Linked DNA regions of Mus musculus: region 1 is linked to region 2. The links are chromatin contacts, called in public Micro-C maps. All regions are on one chromosome and are shown on one strand. Each heading gives the region's core, a stretch centred on a gene start, on an enhancer-like site or on the middle of the called end of the contact. The rest is flanking DNA. Distances are from core to core; before and after follow the strand shown.

Region 1 (3,542 bases), core at 1,034-3,533, 210 kb after region 2:
AGCGGTTACCACATTAAGAAATCCGGCTTTTAGGGACGAAATGAAAAGGCACCCGAGCATCTCAGCTGTGTAAATCATTACTTTGATGTAAGGAGGTGTTTAGCATTTGTGTTTAAAAGCTTGTGTCACCAACATGTGCAAATGAATTCCGCAGAATCTGCTTAATTGATTTTTTTTTTTATCTTCAAGAGCAAATTTGGGGATAGAAAGGTGATATTATGGGCTTCGGATATCAAAACTCAGCACAGCCTTAGAAAGAATTCTCTTCAAGCACAGCAGAGAGAGGGTGGGGGCAAAGACTCAGTAACTGACCAACGGCTATCTTGTGTTTGCAACAAATAAAGCTATTAGATACATATCCGTGTGGTTTAGAGAAAAAAAGAGTAATTTAAAACAAGCTTTGAAAACCTAATTTTAAAAAACTACGACAAAATGAAACTTTGTAAAGCACAGGCATTTAAGCTTCTTGGAAATAGTAATCAGTGAGACAAAGACTAAAAAGCCAAGAGATGCAGAATTTATAAATGAAAAATGGGAAGAAGTGAACGTAATAATAATAATGATGATGATAATAATAATAATAATAAATACGGGTTTATAATACAGGGTAAAATGAGAATTACTTTCCTAACATAAAACTTGCTGTAATTAATTTAAGAAACATATTATTTACTTAGGCATATTGAAATATACAAAACCACGTTCAAATGTATGTTTGAGTCTAGCTATGTGTTTAATTTGGAAGGAACACACGAATGTTCTAGTACACTCATTGCTACCAGAGTAATTATTTATGAAGAATAAGCCATGATGACAAACTTCATTACTCAATAACATTGGTAAACATTAAAATATTTAAAGAATAATGTAGTACATTATGGTTCATTCTATTTAAATGTCACAATCATAGCAGCCTTTATGCCTGTATTTCTTTGAATTGCTAGAAATTGGTGTGCTGCTCATGCAAGCTGATATTATAGTCATATGACCTAATTAAACATTGGGATTCATATTTTAAATGTATAATTACCAGAGTTGTCATTTTTAAAAACGTAATTACTGCTTTCTACATTAGTAGCAAAACTTGGCATTCCCGTCAACAGGGCTGTGGAAAGTTCCTCCGCAATGTTTGTCTTTTCTTGTTGTAAAGAAACAATGGAAATAATTTTGGTGTGGAAACTCTCTTTAAATATTATTTTCCCGGAACAGATTTCTGTCTTTTAACACTAAGGATTTCTGCTCTCAGAATTGTACAGAGCTGCCTTATGCATTTTGCTGTCATTTGTAATCCATTCATCCTTGTTGATAGAAACACATTTCATTCCAAGCGTTTGGGGAACCCACAGACAGCACCGGTGTGATATGTAAGAGATGCGGCTCGCTTCCATTATTTTAAAACAGAGCCGGCTCAATGATTTGGGGCTTTGGGGAAGAATTCTTCATTCCTGAATTGCTCAGAATCAATCACAACGGCCTCTCCGTTATTTCAATATCGCAAATCCCTTCTGATTAGCCCTCTTTAAAAGAGATGAACTGGCTTCAGGATTGTTTGGCCCTGTTGGAAGCCCTGTCCTGGAGAATGACAGATGATGTAATTAAATTGAATCGTGTGTTTTCCGTAGAAAGAAAGCATGACTTGAGAGCCAATGTGGACGATCCCCTCATTCCTATATTTAGATTGCTCACGTCAACAGGGCAGCAGGCCACTGACCAACAACCGAGGCTCGGGATCACATGAAGCCTTTTTAATTTTTTAAAACAATGGAAAGATTAAAGAAAGAGAAGTAATAGAAAGAAAGAAAGAAAGAAAGAAAGAAAGAAAGAAAGAAAGAAAGGAAGGAAGAAAGAAAGAAAGAAAGAAAGAAAGAAAGAAAGAAAGAAAGAAAGAAAGAAAGAAAGAAAGAAAACGGCCGATGAAATAAATGTCCCCACTTGAAGAGCTATCCTTCACCCCCTGAGTGAAAGAATGCCCCTTTTCCCATTTAGAGGATTGATTTACCCAGAGTGCAATATAGAAACGTCTGCAGAAGCAGTTAAGCTTAGGACCCAAGGAGGAGCCCCGCCAGAAAGTAAGCGCTCCAAGTTCACGGAGGGGCGCCTGCCAAATTCCTCTGTTAGTTTGTAAGTGAAAATACAAATGCGATATTTAGCAAAACTGCTCCTTTGTCTTTTAAATGGGACGTGTAAACTAGAGATTATGCGGGCGAGCCAGATCTTACTTGAGCTCCATCTAGCAGCTAGTAGCAAGGAGGTAAGTCATCGCCGGTTTCTCAACATTTGATCGCACATGTTTACAGGAAGGGCAGAGCTTCTAACCAGTCTCCCCTCCCAGTCTCTCTTAGCTGATTTCCACTTTCACACAGCCAAGCCACAACCGTTGTCTTACACTCTAGCTGTGATGTACTTGGAACAATCTTTGCTCTACTGAGTTGAAAGGGTCCTATTGACACTTCAGCTTTAGAATCTCAGAGAAAACCAGTGTTGCAAAGACCCTCGAAACGGAGATATCAGAAATTCCCTGGAGGGTCTGGAAGGACGCTGAGTTAACAGTGAGGGCTGCATGCACAGCCAGAGTTTGCTCTTTAGCAAGAATGTAAAAAAATCAGGCATAGTCCTGTTTTGTAACCCCAGCACTAGGGAAGTGGAGACAATGGACTCCCTGGGGTCCCCTGGCCAGACAGCCTAGAATAACTGGTGAGCTATTGGCCAAGTCAGCTACCCCATCTCAAAACAGGGTACACAGTGCCTGAGGAAAAACATCTGAGGCTGACCTCTTGCCTGGTCAGCATATGGACATGTGCAACCACAAAACCACATATTCACCCACACACTTAGAATGGCCATTTGGAATGGATAGCGGTGCATTCTTTAGATTGGATTGTTAAATGTAGATATTGAAGCATTTTGTTTGCTCAGTGTTAAGCATTATAATGAGCATAAAGATCGAAAGGCCCATATGAAACGTGGGAGCTTTGTACTCATAGAAGAAAACAATTTAAGGCGAAAATCTATATAGTCCGGATGAATTTGGCTATAATTATCTACTCTGTCCAGAACACTTGTAGATTCAATACAGATGTATTGAAACTGTAATTTCTCTAGAAGTGCATGAGTGCATTTGCATGCACGCACACACACACACACACACACACACACACACACGCGCGCGCGCACACATACATACACAGGCATGCACACATACACATACATAAGCATTAACACACAGATTCATCTTTGAAATTGCACAAATAGGATTACAAATTTTTACTTACATACCTAATAAGTGAAATGTACTTAAAAATATGAAAGTGAACAGAACAATTTTAAGTACACACACAAACACAGACACACACACATACACATAGACACACACACATTCATACAAGAAGCACACAAGACACACACATACACACAGATGTACACATACACACACACACACACACACACACACACACACTCACACAAACACACACACACACCTCAGACTAAACACTGAAGCACTTGTTTTTAGTGTTCACTTTTTTAATGTATCAGCTTCAAAT
Region 2 (3,474 bases), core at 360-2,859:
ACAAAAGAGTAGCCCAAGTCAATTAAAAAAAAAAACCAAACCCATCCACGACCCCTTCTCCTCCAACCCCCCACAACCTTCCCAAAACCCCCTCAACCAATTTTGTGCATATGATATTTCCCTTGAGGTCTTAATCGGTTTAGTCTGTAGGATTTCCTCTTTGGTGACATTATCAGAAGAAATTACCCTGTTTCATTACCTACGGTCAATGAGGTCTGACGGGTTTTCCTTCTTGCCGGTCTGCAATGAGTGGAGGTCGTGAGCAGCTCTCTGAAACAGGAAGGTGTTGTCTAGACGTGGCCCTTTGAAGTTTCCTTCACTTCCATCTTCAGCTGACTGAAATTTCTTGTTGGGGGGTCACCTACGTTAAATCCTCAGAGTCAGTGGATGTTGGTGGACTGTTTAACTATTTACTGGGCAGCCCTGTCGTGGAAGAAAACCTGTGGAATTTGCCTGGAACTGATTCGCTGTCAGTCCTGGGTGGCCCTTACCCAGGCAGTTATGTTAGGTTAGAGAGAAAGCAGAAGTGGGGGAGAAACTGGGGAGAAGCCGGGGAGAAGCTGGGAAGAAGCTGGGGAGACGCTGAGGAGAAGCTGGGGAGAAGCTGGGGAGAAGCTGAGGAGAAGCTGGGGAGAAGCTGAGGAGAAGCCGGGGAGAAGCTGGGGAGAAGCTGAGGAGAAGCTGGGGAGAAGCTGGGGAGAAGCTGAGGAGAAGCTGGGGAGAAGCTGGGGAGAAGCTGAGGAGAAGCTGGGGAGAAGCTGGGGAGAAGCTGAGGAGAAGCTGAGGAGAAGCTGGGGAGAAGCTGAGGAGAAGCTGGGGAGAAGCTTTGTAAACTGGAAGGGCTACAGGAAGGGTTGTCTCCACCAGGCAACAGTAAGAAACTGGGCTGTTCTGAGAAACACGACGTGCATTCTGAGCTTGCAGTTTTACGCCAGGAAAATTTCCATTTTGGTGGAAAAGAATGACCTTCCAGTAGCTTCTAAAGGAGATTTAAAAATCCTGCTTTGTTTTATTTTATACTTGCAAGTAGTGCAGTTTAGTAAAAGTTTGTCCTTTTAGATTAAGTGCCCGCACTTCCACAATGCACTACAGTTTTTCCAGAAGAGCAGCCAGGATAAGTTGGTACTTAACGTGTTAGCACAGATCTAGGCTTGCTTATGGTGAACACGCTATCCAGGAAGTAATTGTGGGCTGGAGAGATAGCCAGTGGGTAAGGTGCTCGCTGAACAATAACAGGGAGCTGAATTTGGAACCCCCAGCTCCCTCATAAAACAGCGGGGTGATCTCTAACTCCAGCGCTGGGGGAAGCAGAAACAAACAGAGCCCAGGGGCTCACTTGGTGTACAGCTGTGAGTTGCATGAATCTGCATAGGTGAACACACCTATACATAATCTCAGTACGCACACATACAGCACACCCACATGAGAAAATACTGGAAATAAGCTGATACTGTTTCAGGTTTTACCAGGAAACAAACTTCAGGAGTCAGTCCTTGGCAGACTCCTGTCTCTACTCCCGATAAGTCTGATCCTCCGTGGGACAGTGTGCTTAGCCTAAGCTTCCAGACTGAACTCAGCCAAGGGGAAAGGGCAGAGTGAAGATCTGCATTGGCAGTGTAGCGCCACAGGAGGCGCTGTTGGGGAGAAACCTGCTCTGCCCTTGACATGCACCGCGGTTTAGAAAGGCATTTCACTCCTATGAGATATGGCTTAGACTCTTTCTTATTCCCCAAACTGATTCTTCTTGCACAGCCACCATCAGATATCTCTGTTTCTCAGGACTGGAACGGCTTTCTGTTTTCAGCGTGCTCACATTTAAACAGATATTAGAATTACAGGATCCAAACAGAGTTTGGGGCCAGGCAGCGCACATGTGCAATGGCAGCACATGGGACACTCACACAAGGGCATCTCAAGTTCAAGGTCAGCTTGGTCTGTACAGAGTTCCATGCCAGCCTCCGGAACAGCCACGGGTTTGAAACGATAAACTCTTGCCACCACAGCTGAATTTAATAGAAATACCTTGGTGGGAAGGGGCTTGTGGAGAAATCTGTCTCCCCGAGCTTTGCTGCAGCGTAACTGTATAAGCACCACCCTGAACCATGGGAATAAATCAAATCCACAAAACACAGGGCGAGTTCGCTTTGTTTTAAACACTCACGTATTGATTTATAGCATTTTAACATTCTCTTGCAAAGCGTTTTACAGATGTGCCGTTTTAATTTGACAGATTCTCTACTCTTTCCACTTGTATACAGGACCAGTCAATATATCAGGAGCAGTCATCCCGAATTATACTTATTTAGAGGCTGCTTGTCCCAACAGTTTTCCAGAACAACCTTTGAAGCATATGGGATAAATTCAGATTTTAAACTGACATTTGCATTCAAGGGCTGAAAAAGTCAGTTTGACACCGGGATGAAACTATAGAAAGAGTCACTCACATAATTAAAAAAATAAACATTTTTATTGTGGACTTAGTAATAGAAATAAATTTTCTATTTCTCTTCTATTTTTGGTTGATTAGAGTCTAGAAAAATTACCTTACCCAGATTATTAAAACATATCTATTAAAAATAACAATGTTTTAAAATTAGACACTTATTTCTGTTGATAAAAATCATAGCAAATGCTTTAGAATCAGAAGTACTGAAAATAAAGGTAGGAAAACATTATAAGAAAAGATGAAATAAAACATTTAAGTAGGAATATTGTTTATTTTTTATTTCTCAAGAAGTCTGATTTTGTTTTTTATTTTTATTCTATTATTATTTTTTTATTTAATTTTTGGAGATAAGGTTTCTCTGTGTATCCTTGGTTAACTTGGAACTTGCTCTGTAGAGCAGGCTGTTCTTAAAGTCACAGATCCTCTAGCCTCTGAATTAAGGCCTATGCCACCACTGCCTGGCTAAGAAGTCTCATTTCAAATATCAAAATTAAAATTATTTGTAACTATGTATAATTTTAAGTTAAAGAAAAGTTATTGAGAAGATAACTTTATTTTTTATTTTTTAAAAATGTCTTCACTTTATATCCTAATCGCTCTTCCCCCTCCTGGTGGTCTCCCCCTCCCATAGTCCCTTCCCCCATCCCTCCCCTTCTCCTTTGAGATAGTGGAGGACCCCCGGGAATCCTCCTATCCTGACACATCCCAGGTTTAGGGTAGAGGTCCAGGGTAGTTGACTCTGTTGGTCTTCCTGTGGGGTTCCTATTCCCTTGAAGGCCGTCAATCCTTTCCCCAACTTTTCCACAAGATTTCCTAAGCTCCATCTAATGGTTGGCTGTAGGTCTCTGCATCTGTCTGAGTCAGTTGCTGGGTGGTGCCTCTCAGCCCTGCTAGGCTCCCCAAGCTTATCAGAGTATCATTAATAGTGTCAGGGATTGGTGCTTGCCCATGGGATGGGTCTCTGGTTGGGCTGGTTATTGCTTGGCCATTCCTTCTATCTCTGCTCTATCCCCTGTCCTTGTATTTCT

The links. Hi-C and Micro-C count contacts between places; a contact is called where the count stands out from the background.
Region 1: a contact with region 2 is called in a Micro-C map of palatal mesenchyme, with 2.9 times the contacts expected there. The contact joins two enhancer-like sites. A contact is called at or near these places in 9 of 484 Hi-C or Micro-C datasets (cranial neural crest, embryonic stem cells, nephron progenitors and 3 more) and 4 of 115 datasets of contacts at active chromatin or transcription factors (craniofacial prominence, embryonic basal ganglia, embryonic stem cells and 1 more).

The regions. Positions count from the first base shown.
Region 1 is chr3:154,568,753-154,572,294 of GRCm38.p6, forward strand. No RefSeq gene overlaps it. Among named protein-coding and RNA genes, the nearest start is that of Gm40186, 3.4 kb to the left of the region's middle. Within about 2 kb of position 2,284, at least 27 of the 459 cell types and tissues checked have an H3K27ac peak or open chromatin away from gene starts, as enhancers often do. A contact at or near this core is called in palatal mesenchyme, where this site is marked.
Region 2 is chr3:154,363,427-154,366,900 of GRCm38.p6, forward strand. No RefSeq gene overlaps it. Among named protein-coding and RNA genes, the nearest start is that of AI606473, 34 kb to the left of the region's middle. Within about 2 kb of position 1,610, at least 48 of the 459 cell types and tissues checked have an H3K27ac peak or open chromatin away from gene starts, as enhancers often do. A contact at or near this core is called in palatal mesenchyme, where this site is marked.